2 separate regions of the Mus musculus genome follow, and region 1 is linked to region 2. Evidence: chromatin contacts called from public promoter capture Hi-C data. All regions are on one chromosome and are shown on one strand. Each heading gives the region's core, a stretch centred on a gene start, on an enhancer-like site or on the middle of the called end of the contact. The rest is flanking DNA. Distances are from core to core; before and after follow the strand shown. Region 1 holds the start of Tex26 (testis expressed 26). Region 2 overlaps Ubl3 (ubiquitin-like 3).

What was found. Promoter capture Hi-C pulls out the DNA fragments that hold promoters and counts their contacts.
Region 1: a contact with region 2 is called in a promoter capture Hi-C map of hippocampal neurons, with 2.8 times the contacts expected there. The contact joins the promoter of Tex26 here to the enhancer-like site in region 2. A contact is called at or near these places in 2 of 39 promoter capture datasets (hippocampal neurons and pre-B cells) and 1 of 115 datasets of contacts at active chromatin or transcription factors (pancreatic cancer cells).

What each region holds. Positions count from the first base shown.
Region 1 is chr5:149,437,428-149,442,313 of GRCm38.p6, reverse strand. It overlaps Tex26 (testis expressed 26), which reads right to left and starts at 2,654. Exons shown (of 7, transcript NM_029464.2): 1 at 2,527-2,654. The coding sequence starts at 2,587.
Region 2 is chr5:148,506,990-148,511,732 of GRCm38.p6, reverse strand. It overlaps Ubl3 (ubiquitin-like 3), which reads left to right. Exons shown (of 5, transcript NM_011908.2): 3 at 2,378-2,464. Among named protein-coding and RNA genes, the nearest start is that of Ubl3, 43 kb to the left of the region's middle. Within about 2 kb of position 2,327, at least 116 of the 459 cell types and tissues checked have an H3K27ac peak or open chromatin away from gene starts, as enhancers often do. A contact at or near this core is called in hippocampal neurons, where this site is marked.

The DNA of each region.
Region 1 (4,886 bases), core at 1,405-3,904, 930 kb before region 2:
ACTCTGTAATCCAGAAGGATATTTCCGGTGTTTCCGGTGAGATCTTTGTACATCACTGGTGTCTCTGTGGTCGGTAGTATCCCCAAGGCTTTCTCTGTGGCCCCATGCTCGATCTCTCCTGTGATTCTGCCGTCCTTCTAGATGGTTCTTTCTTCTCTAGTTCTCGATCCTCTGATCCGCAGCTAACATCGTGGTCAGCCCTGGGAAACAGAGCCCTGTCCTGGTTTGGGAACTCAGACAGCTAGTGGAGATGCTGAGTTCTGAGGAAGACTCAGCGGTGGGCTGACCTCCTGTGGGATCCTGGCTCCCTGAGGATGCTCTTCCCTCGCTCAGATGTTGGGGCGGGGAGTGAGGGCATTTTGTAGATGCGGGGCATCTGAGCTGCGGTTTAGTTGGATAGGGATCTGGCAGGGGAACTGAGATGTGAAGTCAAGAGTCTGAGGCACAGCAAACGACCCACTGTGAGTGAAGAAAACAGTCTGGCTGCCAAGGCTGCTACCTCATAAAGCCTTACCCTGGTAACCATGGTGACTTATCCCTGGTGTTCATGGTCCTGTAAATAATCAGGATGTAGTGACATAAGCCTTGAATCCCAGCACTCGAGCAGGAGAGGCAGCCTTGTCTCTATGAGTTTGAGATCGGGTTGATCTACATAGAGAGTTTCAGGCTAGCCACGGCTACACAGTGAGACCCGGTCCAAAAAAAAAAAAAAAAGTTACTGTCTGCACTTAGAACCTAGAGCTGGCTAGTGAGCACATAACTTAATGGTTTTGTGTGTGTGTGTTTTGTTTTTTTTTTTTGTTTGTTTGTTTGTTTGTTTTTCGAGACAGGGTTTCTCTGTATAGCCCTGGCTGTCCTGGAACTCATTTTGTAGACCAGGCTGGCCTTGAATTCAGAAATCCACCTGCCTCTGTCTCCCGAGTGCTGGTACTAAAGGCATGAGCCACCGCGCCCGGCTATAACTTAATGTTTTAAGCCAGGACTCTGTGCTTTTGTATAGCAGCTGTGACAAGAGGACAATAGCCCAGGATTGCTCACTTATGCTCAGGAGTGACTCAACAGCAGGCATCAGCTGTCTCTTCTTTGGGGACAAAGATTAGAGATGACATATCTCACACTCTTCTTGGGAGGGTGACTTTAGCAGCAATGGAAGATGGGATTGTGGCTGTGACAGACCCAAGGCTGAAGGGGCAGATGACCCAGCAGGTGAGGGCTGAACAAAAGAGATCTGTAACCAATCAAGGGCTCCTTCTCTAACAGCCTGGGCCCTCTTCATTGTACTCTCAACTTCTGGAAGGTTCCAAGGAGGACAGGAAGGTGATTTTTGTCCACACTGAGGCACAGGGGCCTCTGGGCCATGCATGGAAACTGCCTGATCAAGAGCGGGATAGTTCAGTCTGAACATTTGGCATTGGGTACTGAGTGTAGACAGTAGAGTCCCTGGCAGTTTGTGCAGCACCGGAAGTCCTGGGGTACGTGATCAATTCCGTAAGAGGAGGAATCCTAACTCTTATCTGTTCCAGACAAGGAAGGAGACTACTGGCCTAGGAAAATACCTGACAGACAGAGTGTTTAGAAAAAGGGAAATGGAAATTAAGGAGTGCCCTTGGGGATCCTGGGAGCTTTTCCCTCCTCCATCTCCTGACCTCGCCGTCCTATAGAATCTGAAAACATTTAACATTTTTTTTAACTGAATACGCTCCTTCCCGCCCTCCCCCCTCACACACACACTCCAGCTTTCCACTCTTCGTTTACAGAGAACTAGATTGGAATGTAAACACCCACTTCATTGTTCTCTTAGGAGCATCATTCTAAAGAATCCTCACAGCCCCTTAGCCAGCTCGGCTAGACGGCTGCAGCCGGCCATTATTGCTCCGAAGGGATGGATACGCTGACTGTGCACTCAGTAATAATGCTACTCGAGTCGCAACTAACAGCCAGGGGAGGTGATGTCTCTTCACCAACGCAAAACGCTGAGCTGGTAAACCCGCTGCCGCCGCCGCAAGCAGAACCACAGAGCAAGGCTCTCCATCTGTCACCTGGCAGAGCGCCTTTGAAAAGGGCTCAGCTCCCAGCCCAGTCTGCAGACAGAGCAGCCCTGGCCGGCTGATCCCGCCCCTCCCCTCCCTCCCGCCCCACTGAATTTGCTGTTTGCGACTTAAAGAACCAGCCAGACTCCTTCTCTCCCTCCATTACGTCCCCAGTTCTGTTCATTTGTCTTCGGCTCTGTTGTCCTTGGAAGGACACTAGCTGTGGCTTTATCATGTCTCCTCAGGGGTTTCCTTAAGTATTTAAAGGGACACCCCAGAGTTTTAGAGAGGGGAGTATAAAGGGCTGGACAGGAGTGTGATTTTGGACAGCTGATCTTTCTCCCTGACTCACTTGCGCCTCCCTGCCATCTCTAAAAGCGAGGCAAACCTCTCACGATTGATGCCCTTGGGGAAAAAAAAACTGCCTTATTTAAAACAACTCCACCGCACACACAGCACACCACGCCCCGCAGACCCGCAGCGTGGGCAGTCTTACTTGACTGGAGCTTGGGGTCACATTGAGCAGGGCACGAAACCTTGTTCCTATACCGGGCCATCTTGTCCCAAAAGGTCGCCTTCCCGCCCTGACAAGGCAGTAGTACTCCGCTCTGCGCCCCACCCTCTGCGCGTGCCTTTGTGAAGCGTCGCTATGGAGACGCCTCAGTCTCCGCCCCTGGACCCAGAGGGTGAGCGCATCACGCTGATTCCTGACTTTCATGGAGTGCCCTAATCCAATAGTTCTCAACCTATGGACTACGACTCCTTGGGGGTGGGGGGTGTCGAACGAACTTTTCACAGGGGTCACCTAAGACCATCAGGAAACACAGATGTTACCATTATACATTACAATTCATAACCGTAGCAACATTACAGTTATGAAGTAGCCACCAAACAATTTGTAGTTGGGGGGGGGGTCACCACCACATGAGGAACTATATTAAAGGGTCGCAGCATTAGGAAGGTGGAGAGACACTGCTCTGGTCCTTGCAATACTATGCCATTGTTTTATGTATTGGCAAATACGAGCAAACTGGAAAAGGCTGGAAAAAAAAAGTTTATTTTAGCCTGGTATACTGGTGCTCACCGGTGATCCGAGAACTCAGGAGGCTAAGGCAGGAGCCCAACCCTGGAAAGAGATGCCTTGTCTCAAAATATTAAATACCCCGAATATTAAAAACCCAGAAGCAGACAGACAGACGCCCAACCGCAAATTTGTGTCCATTCATAATTTTCAATGTAAGCAAAATTGGGCAAGGTTGGCATGGAAATCTGTAGGACACAGCGACTACACTCAAGGATGAGAAAGATGTGGTATAAGGGAAAGGTAAAAGTTTCGGCATCAGGTCTGTGTGAGGTCAACCCAGAGCATCCTAAGCTAGTGTCTAGTTACTTCAGGGAAACATTGGGCACAGGCTAATTACGGAGAGTCCAGAGGGATAATGGATGCAGCAGGGTCATCCTCCACTACATAGTTTGTCCAGGGGCAGCCTGGGTTACACCAGACCTTATTTTTAATAAATACAAAAAATCCCAAACTATATTCCTAGTACCAATCATAGGATGCCACTTTGTTACTGTACACTGGCCGGCTGATCCTACCCACTTATACATGTTAGAGTGTGGCTTTTAATTTTTTTCCACTTGTGATCACACTGTGCCTGAGAAATTTTTATGCCAGCTAGAGTATATAAGGTATATAAGACAAATACACAGGTCACATGTTTATTGATAATGAACCATGAGGAGCTTTATTTTAAAAAGCAATTCATTGCTGTGCATACAATTTTACCATCTATGAAAGATATGAAGCAAATTTGCATATTAATGAGACGTCATATTATTGAGGTTGCATATTAATGAGATGACCTGTTTATCTTACATAAATAATTAAATCTCGGCTGAATAGGAGATGCTGAATATGAGACCATCTTCGGGGCTTTTCAGAATCCATCAATATTTTGGTTCCTATAATCACCAGTACTTGGAAGACCATTTTGGATAAATGCCTGGCACAAAAGGTCAGAAATGTGCTTAGGACCACTTCAAAAAACACTTGGAAGTTCTGCCCTGATCCCAAGCCAAAACTCACTTAAAATGTTTTTATAAAATTCAGGACAGCAAATCAAATAGCAATTAAAAAAAAAAAAAGAAAGAAAGGAGCATTCCTAAGTGAGACTCAAAGGGAAATGGGAAGGACTGCATCAAGGATCCCAGTTCTTTAGTGGGGATGTGGACAGCGTGTGTCAAAATGTCCACCATAGCTTTCTTCCGGGATACCATGACCTAGTCTTGTCTCTGTGGTCTAGCTGAATACCATAAACCCTGCATCCCTTTTATCTCGATGTAATACCCTGGTCTTCTTGTTCCGCTATACACAGTAACCTCACTCCTCTGTTCAACTCTATATAATAAACACTCTGAGCTTGCTTGATTTGATTTTGAATTACCAGTTAGCATTGAACATCCAGAAACCTTGTAGTGTTGTCAGATTGATTGATTGACTGATTATTGATTGTAGCTCTCTGGTTCACTTATGGGACCCCCTCACAACACAAGAAACTATGTATTAATCACTGACTGCAAAGGGTATTTCATGTTCATAATCTTGGCAACTGCCTGACTATTGGCCACATAGCAGGTTCTTAGTTACTACTGAATGCCTCCAGATGAGAACATGGCTACCACTTGCTCTTAGAAAGAGAAGACAGGAAATGCACAATGGACATTTCTGGAACCTTGTTTAGAAGGTGATTGACAGCCTGCCTTAGTGGAGCACGCCTTTGATCCCAGCACATCAGGAGGCAGATGCAGATCATTCTCTGAGAATTTGAGACACACCTGGTCTACATAATGAGT
Region 2 (4,743 bases), core at 1,078-3,577:
ATGTTTGCCTTAGTGCAGGTAGAGTGTACTCAGTGCACATCCACTCCCATGTCAGTGAACCCAGAAGGAAAGAGCCAACCTTCTCAGAGGCAGCAGGCGCTGTGGGCTCCTCTGTGCATAGCTGATTGGAAATGAAGCTTGAGACAGACTTGACCTGCAGTTAGTTCTTACTGCATGCATTCTGCGAAGAAGGGCCAGGAAGAGTAAAGTCTTCATGAGTTCTGTTTTTACTGCACCACTGTGAGCTCTCTGGGGGAGTGTATGCGGTAGCTCCTCCCTTCTCTGCTGCCTCCCTATCTAGTGAGATTCTTGAGGGAGTCCTGAGTTTTCCCTTTGAGCTTCCAGAGTGTGCCCCTAACAGTTTCCATGGCATGTGCCCCTGGGTAACACTGCTGTAGCCCATCTCTTTAACTTTTTCCAATGCAGAGGGTTGAAGCCAGGGCCTTGTGCATGCCAGGAAAGCTCTCCATTACGAAGCTGTGTCCCTAGCTCCAGTTTTTTATTTATTTTTTGACAATGTCTTACTAAATTACTTGGGCTGCTCTCAAATCAGGCAAATCAAATTAGGAGAATTCCTCTCTCAACCTGAGATTATAAGCATGTGCCACCATGCCAGATCTATATAATATGTTTAGCAAAAGCAATTTGAACTTTTTTTTTCTTTTTCCTGAGACAGGGTTTCTCTGTATAGCCCTGACTGTCCTGGAACTCACTTTGTAGACCAGGCTGGCCTCGAACTCAGAAATCCACCTGCCTCTGCCTCCCAAGTGCTGGGATTAAAGGCATGCGCCACCACCACCCGGCGCAATTTGAACTTTTAAAGTTACTTTAGTTCCTTAAAACAATCCAGGTAATGATAACGGGAGAGGCACCAATGGTACATACTGCAGGTGAAGAGGCTCCCGCCTGTTCTGGAAATTGATCACATCAGCTAGATGTTACTCGCTTTGAAAAGTCCTTCTTTAAGTCCCTCTTTCCTGAGTTTGCCAGATCTACTCAGCATATACTAGAGTGCATAAAAGGGCTCCTTTTATACAAAGTACTTAAATTAATATTCTAGGTCTAAACCACTATAATATCTTGCACTAAAAGCCAGTAAATGTATTTGTTGGATCTTGTAAGAAAAAAATAGTAAATTCTGGAGCAGTAGAAGAAAAGTCTTTGGGTGCCCTGCCCTGAGGAAGGAGCAGGCTGGCAGGTGGACTCCTTGGCTGTCTGGTCTGCTAATCACATCAGTGACACCAGAGTCCTCCTAAGCCGTGTTCTGTACATGTCCCTCTGGGGCCTAGAGAGGAGAAGGGCACATCTCATGAGGCCGTGAAAGATAATGGAAAGGCATGGCTTCACTATGCTTTATCAGGCCTTAAATCCCCCTTAGAGTCCTAACCTCTCTTCTATATGGATTAAAGTTACTGTCACTTGTGTTTATAGCAAAGGAATGTTTGGCCAGACATATTCTATAAATTATATAAATGATGGTTTTAAGGGCAGTGCATGCAAAGTAATTTTTGCTGAAGCAGAGTAGCTCCCCTGATCTTTATCTAGGAAAGAGTACAGTAAGACTCCCCGGGAAGGGACAGGCCTGGGGAGTTCCTCTCTCACTTGAGTTCCTGAGACCGGATAAATCAGGTGCATGCACATACATTGTTTTGAACACTCAACGAAACAGAACCAACCAAGGACAGGCTTTCTTCTCTTCTCTTCCATCACTCAGTCTTCTGGACTACTTTGTCTGTCGTCTCCTACTGAGAGTAGGAGCTACTAGAATGGTGAGCAGGAAGTCTTCAGATCACACTGAACCCAGAGCTTCCGTTGTTGCAGCAAGAAGCTGATGGGAGCTACCAAGGAAAGCGCCCTCTGTCCAAACAGCAGTCTCTGTTCTCAGACGGGGCTTCTGCAGGAGCTGCTGTGCTGCCCATACTCCAGCTGGTAGCCGTGTGCCTCAAATGCCATGAAATGTTTGCCAGTTGGCCTCTGAAAAACAGCACAGCAATGTAGCCCAGGCACCTAAGGAAGTCTTTGAGGAACTTGTTGCTACCCTTGAGCACACATTTGAACAGTACAAGCACTGGAACATTATAGTGTCCATTAATTACTGATAATGGAAATTGATTTTCAAATGGTAGATTCCCTTTACCAAGGCTAGACTTCTGGCTCGGTGTTTTCCTTAACTTCAGCCTGCAGCTTGGCACTCTCTGATCTCTTGAGGGACAAACAGTCTTCTGCAGCTCTTTGTTGCTACTTGAGGAAGGTGGAAGGAGCCAGGGCTGCAGTGCTTGGGTGGGGACTCTGGGCCACACCCTTCCTGGTAGCCTCTACAGAGTGTACAGAAGTGCTGTTGTGTGGGCCCGAGCCTAACCAGTTCTCCTTTTTTCAGACTGGGAAGAAGAGCAGGTCAGCAGCCCAAACATTCTTCGACTCATTTATCAAGGCAGATTTCTACATGGAAACGTCACCCTAGGAGGTAATTAATGTCCTTTGCCAGCATTATTCCTCTGTTTATTTTAAATGACAGTGGTTTCTAAAAAAAGGTGACTTGAGACCCTGAGGTCCCCAGCTCTGGGTGTGCTTCTCCCTGGAGACGGCTCCGCCTGCCAGGTTACAGATGGGTTCCCTGCGCTGCTGGGTGGTATGGTGGGTGTGCTACTTTTACATCAAAATCCATCCCACAGACTTGGCACGTTTATGACTGCAGGTTTTCATTTGTAAAAAGAGGGCTTTTTCAGTGGACTCAGTAAGTGCTCATTGTGTGGGGACCAAGTAAATACTGCTGTGGACACGCCATCGTGCTTCAGTCTGGTCGTCTAATGGTGAGGTCTGCAGTCTGTTCTTCCCTGGGTAGGTAGGTCGGTTACTGTGTAGTCACTGAGCAGTTCATGTGTCAGCACCAATAAACTTGAGTAGGCGGATTGAATGTGACCAGATCCTCCTTCAGGTTGCTCTGGGCTTGCATGGGACAACAGAGTCCACTATGGAAAGACTTGTGGGTTAGAGCTGGTGACCTCAGTGACCAGCAGTGTGGTCCTAGTGGGCTGCTGCAGAGCCTGGGCTCACATGGAGCTGGTTTGTTTCAGTGTTATGTTTGCTCTGAAAACTGCTGTAGTTTGTAGAAATACAAGAAATAATTGCCACTTAAAGGTAGAATTTGTTTGTAGTTTTGCCTAATTAGACCAACCCTCTGTCACTGTGAGGAGAGTTGACTGTTAGCCCCTGGCTGGTTTGTGCATATATTAATCATGGGGCCATTTTTTTTAATGGTTCAAACAAGATCTTGAATTAAAATTAATAAAGAAAAGAAGAAACCAAGCTAATAAGTGTTGGCTGGGTTTCCTCTCTTGACTCTGAGAGTGAGTCTGCTGCCCCTTGGAACACCGGTCTGTTGAGCAATTCCCACCAGCCCCTCGGTTTCAGTGTCAGGTTAAAGGTCACAGAATCTTTGTTAAGATCAAGATGCTTCATTCTCATTAAAATTTTAGAATAATCAGTAAAATGACTCATCTCTAGACAATTGTGTAGCTGCCAGTCTCTTTTGGAAGTAAATTAAAGGACTTCCAGCTCTCATGACTCAGACAGGTAGTGTGGGGGCCAGTGGCCCTTGCTTGGCCAGTGCTGCTGGATGCTAGGTTAGGCTACCCTGCTAACATTCCGCTGTCTGCCTTCTGGACTGCAGGTTTCCTTTTTGGTTAGGAGTGTTTCGGAGGCAGCATACAGCAATGGCAGCTGCCTTCCAGTATGTGCATGGTGGCTGTGGAAGAGCTATGGGCTCGCTCAGTAGCCTATCAAGTAGATTTACGGCCTGCAGCTACAAATAAAGGCAGACAGTGGGTTTTGTTTTGTTGTTTTGTTTTGTTGTTGTTGTTTGTTTTGTTTTTAATAGAATAAAAATATTTGACAACAATATTTTAATATTTCTATTTTATTACTACGAGGAACAAGGCCCAGGTATGGAGGACAGAGGGCAGCTTTGTAGTCAGTTCTTCTCCAGCTTTCCCTGGGGTTCAGGATCAAACTCAGGCATCAGGCTTCTTCCTGAGGTAGCCTTTGCCTGCTGAGTCATCTCACCAGCTTATAAAAGAATGGCCCAGCATGGAAACAAATGATGTCCTTGTGGAAGGCAATGTTCAAGCAGTGGCGGAGGGGAAGGTAGTGAGGTACAGGCTGTGGATAGCCTTCAACCACTGGGCAGACACAGTAGGCAGCCTGGGCCTATTCATCCTTTGCTCTTCTCCCCACCCACCTTAATACCTGGTCTCACTGTGGGTTGTGCCACTTGGCTTAACACCATTCAACTCCAACAATCCTCCTGCCTCAGCCTCTTGAGAAGTCAGGACTGCAGGCCCATTTATTCCACCTGCCATTATTGTTCGGTCAGTTTCAGGTTTAAAATTTTGGTCATTAGGTCTCCTTGGACATTCCTGGGTCCCCCCTTTTGACATACAACCGTGTTAATCTCGTGGAATTTCATTCTGCTAAAGGAGGCCCAGGGAGTGCTCCAGGTGTGGTCCAGAGAGTGCGGCTTCGCCTGGGGCACCCCTTCACTCTCAGGGCCCATGTTTACCTTTGTATGGCTAGATGTGCATCCCGAGTCCTGCACTTGCTGTGCACTTCGCCTCTGAGTTACCGGGCCAGCTCCCACTTGATACTCCTCTAAAATGCAGGGTTCTGCACAGCTCTTCTCCCACCAGGGTGGCTTCTGAGCTCAAACCCAGGTGGTGGTCATGTGGACAGGAAAAGTTGAAATCC